Linked DNA regions of Mus musculus: region 1 is linked to region 2. The links are chromatin contacts, called in public promoter capture Hi-C maps. All regions are on one chromosome and are shown on one strand. The core of a region is the stretch at or near the end of the contact, and the rest is flanking DNA. Distances in the headings are between cores, read along the strand shown.

The links. Promoter capture Hi-C pulls out the DNA fragments that hold promoters and counts their contacts.
Region 1: a contact with region 2 is called in a promoter capture Hi-C map of hippocampal neurons, with 2.4 times the contacts expected there. The contact joins the enhancer-like site here to the promoter of Bhlha9 in region 2. A contact is called at or near these places in 8 of 39 promoter capture datasets (the C10 cell line, the HPC-7 cell line, cranial neural crest and 5 more).

Annotation. Positions count from the first base shown.
Region 1 is chr11:77,173,147-77,176,230 of GRCm38.p6, forward strand. The region is part of intron 1 of Efcab5 (EF-hand calcium binding domain 5); the gene reads right to left. Among named protein-coding and RNA genes, the nearest start is that of Efcab5, 14 kb to the right of the region's middle. Within about 2 kb of position 1,480, at least 34 of the 459 cell types and tissues checked have an H3K27ac peak or open chromatin away from gene starts, as enhancers often do. A contact at or near this core is called in hippocampal neurons, where this site is marked.
Region 2 is chr11:76,670,949-76,673,944 of GRCm38.p6, forward strand. It overlaps Bhlha9 (basic helix-loop-helix family, member a9), which reads left to right and starts at 1,522. Exons shown (of 1, transcript NM_177182.4): 1 at 1,522-2,728. The coding sequence starts at 1,601. The coding sequence ends at 2,296.

The sequences.
Region 1 (3,084 bases), core at 230-2,729, 500 kb after region 2:
CAGAATTCCACTCTTTGTGAAGCATGAATAGAACTGGAGAATTAGGCTAAGTGAAATAAACCTGGTATGTGAAAAAAGATGCCACCAGTTATTAGTTACATAGTAAAGTATAAAAGAACCAAACTTATAGAAATCAAGAGTACCATGGTGGTGACAGAGGCGATAATGGCCAAAGGGAACAAAAGACATTAATTAGAAGGAAGAATAGGTTTTTAAAAGTTCCCATTGCACAATAGTATAGTTTATAATAGAATATTACATATTTTAAAATTGCTAAGAGTATAACTTTCTAATGTTCTCCCCATAAAGATTGATGATTATTTGAGGTGAGAGCGGTTAATTAGCTTGATTTAATTATGCTACCTATTTATAAATCTTAACATTACATTGTACCCTATAAATATATACAAGTATAATTAGTCAATTTATAGGTTCTTGGCCTTTTGGTTTATAGGCTTTGTTTTGTCTTTGTTTGCCTTTTACAAGAAGAAGTAGCAAGAATACACATCGAGGCCTCCCTACACATCTGCTCTGAACTCTGAAGCTTTAGCCTTCTTCTTCTCTGGACAAATTAGTCATCCAGAGGTACTCTGATCCCAAGACTACGAGAGAAGCCTGGGAAGTGTTCTTATAAGAAGCACGCCAGGTCATTCCAATGCTCTGGACCAAACTGGAGGAATATGCCTGGGAGCGTATCTCAGCCTGTTGCTGCAATCTAGCTGGAGTCAAATGCTTCTGCCGCCCTGCTGAAGTCCTGAGTACAAGAGTGACTATTGTCCTCTGCCAGAGATGCATCACCAGGCTGAGAGCAGAGAGAATGGAGGCTTCAATTGTCCCTATGTTAATCATCACAGTTAGAACTTTGAAACAAACCCCAAACTGTGCTGACTGAAATCAAATCACATGGCTCAGAATAATAAAAACAGCTGTGTGAAGGGAATTTTTCTTTGCAGGTCCAACATTTGGAATAGGTTTTCATCTTCCAATGAGGAAAGACTGAAGCAATCTTGCAGATTTGAGATGGAAAAAAACAAAACCCTTTCACGGAGAATGTGGACATTAGATCCCTCTAACGGTCCAAAAGAAAGTGCTGAACGGAAGATGCGCTTTATGCCCATGCAAAACCTCTGTAAATCTCTAGGAATAGAAGCCACCAAAAATAAACTTTCAGGTTTGAAGACAGCAGCAGGGAAGCAGGTTAACAGTGCAGAAGAGTCTTGCATTAACTTCTCAAAGAGTAATTGATTAGTGTTTTGAAGGAAGGGCTAAGTTCCTCTAAACACAGCCAACCCTCCGGGGCCTTTCAGCTGTTCCTCACCCACCTCTTCCCATACTGCCCTTTTCTCTCTTCTCCCAGTACAGAATGTCTCCAGTTTCCATCTACATTCCAGCATGGCTTTCTGTTCTACCCCGTGTCTTACTGCTGGCGTTCTCATTATGCACCCGCTCATTCACTCTGTCAGCCGAGCTCACTTATTACACAAGCATTTATTGGACAGTTACTGTGTATTCTGCCATTATAAAGCTTAGCATCTGACAGCAGAACACACAAGTGATTGGAACAGTATCGTAAGTACTGAGTGTCTTCAGACTCTCATAAAACACAAAAATAGATGCACGAAGCTACTTTCCTGTCACATTTTCATCTGCTCAAAATGTTTTCCCCCTCGTTTTGCCTGACTAGGTCTCCCACATGCTTTGGGTCTTAGCTGAGACATCAGATTCTCCTACACCATGATGCCCATATTTAGAAAGAAAATCTAGCTTTGTGCTTCAGGGACACTGCGTATGAGCTTCCAAATATAATCCAAATGCATTTTAAATTGATCATGTCATTCTTTCAGGGAACGGATAACATTTCTGTTGCATGTATTATTTTATGAGAATGCTTACACCAACCAACAGAATTCTATACCATCCAACACTGTAACTTTGGGTAGTATAGAGTAGATGTAACCTACAAATGGATTCTAAGTGTAGCTCCCAGGATGGGAAGATAGCTCAGCTGGCAAAGAGCTTGCCTTGCACGCTTGATGATCTGAGTTAGAACAGAGGGAAAGGAAGAAGAGAAGGAGGTAGAGGTGGTGGAGGAGCAGGAGGAAAGGAAGGAAGAAGACGAGGAAGAAAAGACAAGGTCAGGTGAGCAGTGTAGGAATGCCCTTGTGATCCTGGCACTGGGGAGGTGGCAGAAGTGGATGGAACCCAGGGGTTTGCTAGCCAGCCAGCCTTACCTACTCGGTGAGTTTCTCATCAGTGAAAGACTCTGTCTGAAAAAGGTGGGCAAGGCCTAAGAAATACAACCTGAGATTGACTTTTGGTCTCTGCAAACGTACTTGTACATATGCACGTGCACACGTGTGCACACACACACACACATTGTTACACATAAAAGCTAAATAATAAAGTCAGGTATGATTGTATACACTTTGTACCCAGAATTTGGGAGGCTGAGGCAGGAGGATTGCTGTGAGTTTGCAGCCAGCCTAGGCTTTGTAGCAAGACCCTGTCTCAAACAAAGAAAAGAACTAAATAATCAAACATTTCCTTCATGTGAACAAGTGTTCTGAATTAACAGTACAAACTCGATTAGAGAGTATAAATAAAGACTAGGGATGACTAAGGATGCAGTGATGTTGGTAGAGCGCTTGTCCAGCATGCACAAAGCCCTGCGCTTGCTCCTACCTAGCACCAGCACTACACAAACGCCCCCATCAATCACTAATTAAGAAAATACCCTATAGCTAGATCTTATGGAGGCATTTTCTCAATTGAGGCTCTCTCCTTTTAGCTTGTGTCAAAATGACACAAAACTAGCCAGAACAATCTAAATGAAGATTCTTCCTTGACCATTAAAATACCACCTTGGTGTGAATGGCACAGACCTATGAATTCCATGTGTCCCCACCCAGTGTGGCAGTTTTCGCTCTTATCAGTATAACCATCACAGTGGAGGTGACTTTTTGCCTTCCTAGCAATTAATAACCTCCAAACCTTCCAACAAGCCATTCCTGCGTACTTCACAGCATGTAATACCTTGCTTGCAAGTGATAGTTTAGTGCTTGTCATCTTTCAGACTCTGGGATC
Region 2 (2,996 bases), core at 272-2,771:
AGCTTTATGGGTAGACACTTACTCTGAGCTACACTCCCACCCTCTCCTGCCTCTTCTAAAACAAGTTCTCTCTCCATAAGCAGTCCACACTGGCCTCAGCTTCTTGGCTCAGACTTCCAGAGTGCTGGGATGACAGGCAGGTGCTACTGTGCCTAGTTTCTAGCTACTTTTTAAACTTTTTGTTCTGTTTTGGTTTTGAGGTGAGGTCTCCAATAGCCCAGGTTGACCTCAAACTATTATGTAGTTGAGGCTGGCCTCTGCCTCCCAAGTGCTGGGATTCCAGGTGTGTGCCAACATGCTGGGCTTAGCTGTTTTCTGTTCCACATATGTTGAACTTATTAGAGGAATCCATCCTGATAAATACAGCCTTTAGGTTATTTCATCAGTGAATGCAGGCAGTTGGTTTCCCAGTGCCCCGTTCTTTCCCTCTGCAGGAAAACTCAGCTTGAAAGCAATGAGGTCATTGGTAATATGTGTGTGACCTGTGTGCCCATCCTGGCTGGTGCCACAGCATTTGGAATGTGGCTGGGAATGAGGTTAAACTTAATCTTATGTTGCTCCTGATAAATCATGAATGCATACCTGAAATTCCATGGGGGAGTCTGTCTTTCTTCCTTCCTTCTTTCCCTCCTTCCATCTTTTTCCTCTCTTTCTTTCCCTTTTTTGATCTTGTTTAAAATTCCAGTCCTCAGTGACAGCGATGGAGAGAGTGCCCTGGATTCCTAACCTGACCTTACTCTGTAGAGGGACTGGGCTGCTTAAAGGCCCTGGACATTAAGAGTTGCTCCCTGATGGGTATTGCAAGGGAAGCCAGACATAAAAGTCCTCATCACTCTTTGCTTCTGACTCAGCCCAGCTCTGCCTGAAGAAAGGGAAGCCCCCCCAAAAGTAGGGGGAATGTTGGGCTTAATCCAAACACCAACCCAGAATCCAGACGAGCCTCACGGTGGTAGCTGAAAGGTTTCTTGTAGCACAGCAGGGTTGGCTGCCTCTGATCTGCTCCTCCTTTCTGGATTCTTCTGCAACGGCCAGGCTGTACCTTAGTGTCAACTCTGGCTGCTCACAGATGGCGTTCAGGATGGAGCTCAGCAGTAGGTGCTCTTAGTCGGTGAGACATCTCTCCGGCCCTCAAGGTTTTTAAAATTCACTCAATCCACCCTTGCTATCCTTCTGCAACCCTATCTGCTCCCTTGCCAAGAATCTAATGTGGCATTCTACCTGGGGTCAGGAGTAGGGGAAACCGAACCCGGTTGCCGGAGAGGGTCCGTGCAGCACAGCAAGTATGTTCCCTGTGACAACTGGAGCATTGCCCAGGGCGTGGCCAGGCTGCCCAGCTGGTCCTGTGTACAAGAATCTGCACGCTTCCTTCCTTGCTTGCTTCCTTCCTCTCAGGTCCTCCCTCACCATCTCACCTGGGGGCAGGTAATAAAGCAGGAGGAGGGAGATGGATGGACTGGGAGGGCGGGGAGCCGCGTGGTGCCATAAAGCCCAGCTAGAGAGGACCTGTCCAGAGAGTGTCCAGCCAGCAAGAGCCATCAGTCAGTGGACCAGCAGCCTTTTGGACCCAAATAGCTGAAGCTGTGAGACCAGGACATAGGCCATGCTCCGAGGCACGCCAGGACTAGGCCTCGGGGGCCTGAACCGGGCTGAGGATTTTGTGGAGGACTTGGGGCGCTCCTGCTCGGAGGCTGGCAGGAATTTTGGAGTGCTGAGGAGGAGCAGCTTGGACGAGGCAGAAGAGGCAGCTGGCAGAAAGCGCGAGCGGCCCACACGGTCCAAGGCTCGGCGCATGGCGGCTAACGTGCGGGAGCGCAAGCGCATCCTGGATTACAACGAGGCGTTCAACGCGCTCCGCCGGGCGCTGCAGCATGACCTCGGAGGCAAGAGGCTCTCCAAGATCGCTACGCTGCGCAGGGCCATCCACCGCATCACTGCTCTATCCTTGGTCCTGCGTGCCAGTCCGGCGCCCCGCTGGCCCTGCGGACACCTGGAGTGTCACGGCCAGGCTGCCCAAGGCTCGAGCACGGGGAATTCCAGCTTCAGTGTTCCGCGGTCAGCGCCGTCTCCTATAGCGCCTAGCCTAACGCGCAGGGACATCGCCAGCCCCTTAGTGCCGCCTACACCGCGCTGCGCTTCGTGTTCCCCGCACTCGCACTTGGGGCGGCCTAGGGTGATGGCCGAAGTGCCCAATTTGGCCCAAACCTCCGGGGGAAACTGGCGTCAATGTCCTGGGGCTCCCCCTGTTCGACCGGTTTCGTGGCGGTGGGGTTCTGGGCTGGGCTACCAGCACTCTTGATCGTGCCACCCAGAGGGAAGCCGGCTTGGCCCGAGTGACTGCAAAAGAGAAGATGGCAGAAGTCATCCTGGACAGAGCAAAATTGAATGGGGTTGTGACTTGCGTGGCAAAGGAGGATGTCTTACCATGGGAAGGAACTACCGGGCTCAGGGCAGCCTTCCCACATCCCAGCCTGGGGTGGTGAAAAAGAAGGGAGATTTTAGGTTTGGACTTGGTCAACCCCTTGTTCCTGGAAAGTGGCCTTTGCTTTCCTTTGCTTCTGAGCCCTCCTTTTCCCTTGCCGCCTTTGGAAAGTGGGACTTGTGGGACTGTGTGGGTAGGCAGCTGCTATGATCTGAGGGCATATGCTGTGGTCCTCTTCCCCGGTTTGGGCTGCTGCTGAACTGAGAGAAGCCCAGAAAATGATCAAATAAAAAGGAAACATGTCTTCTCCGTCTGCTATCAGGACTCCAATGAGTTCAGTGTCCTAGTATGACAGAAAAGCCTCAGAAACGGGGTATTATCTTGGAAGGATGAATAGGGTCTACAGCCCCCAGGTAGGCACTGGATCACTGGTATATAGCAGGAATGGCTAGACACTCCTCTGTGTGCTGGAGACACTATTTGGGGAAAGTTAATGGTGGCATTGGAGGCTGCCGGAAGTGTAGCCGGGCCAGTTGCAGGGAGCAAAGTGGAGGGCAGGGCCAAGGATGGAGGTCGG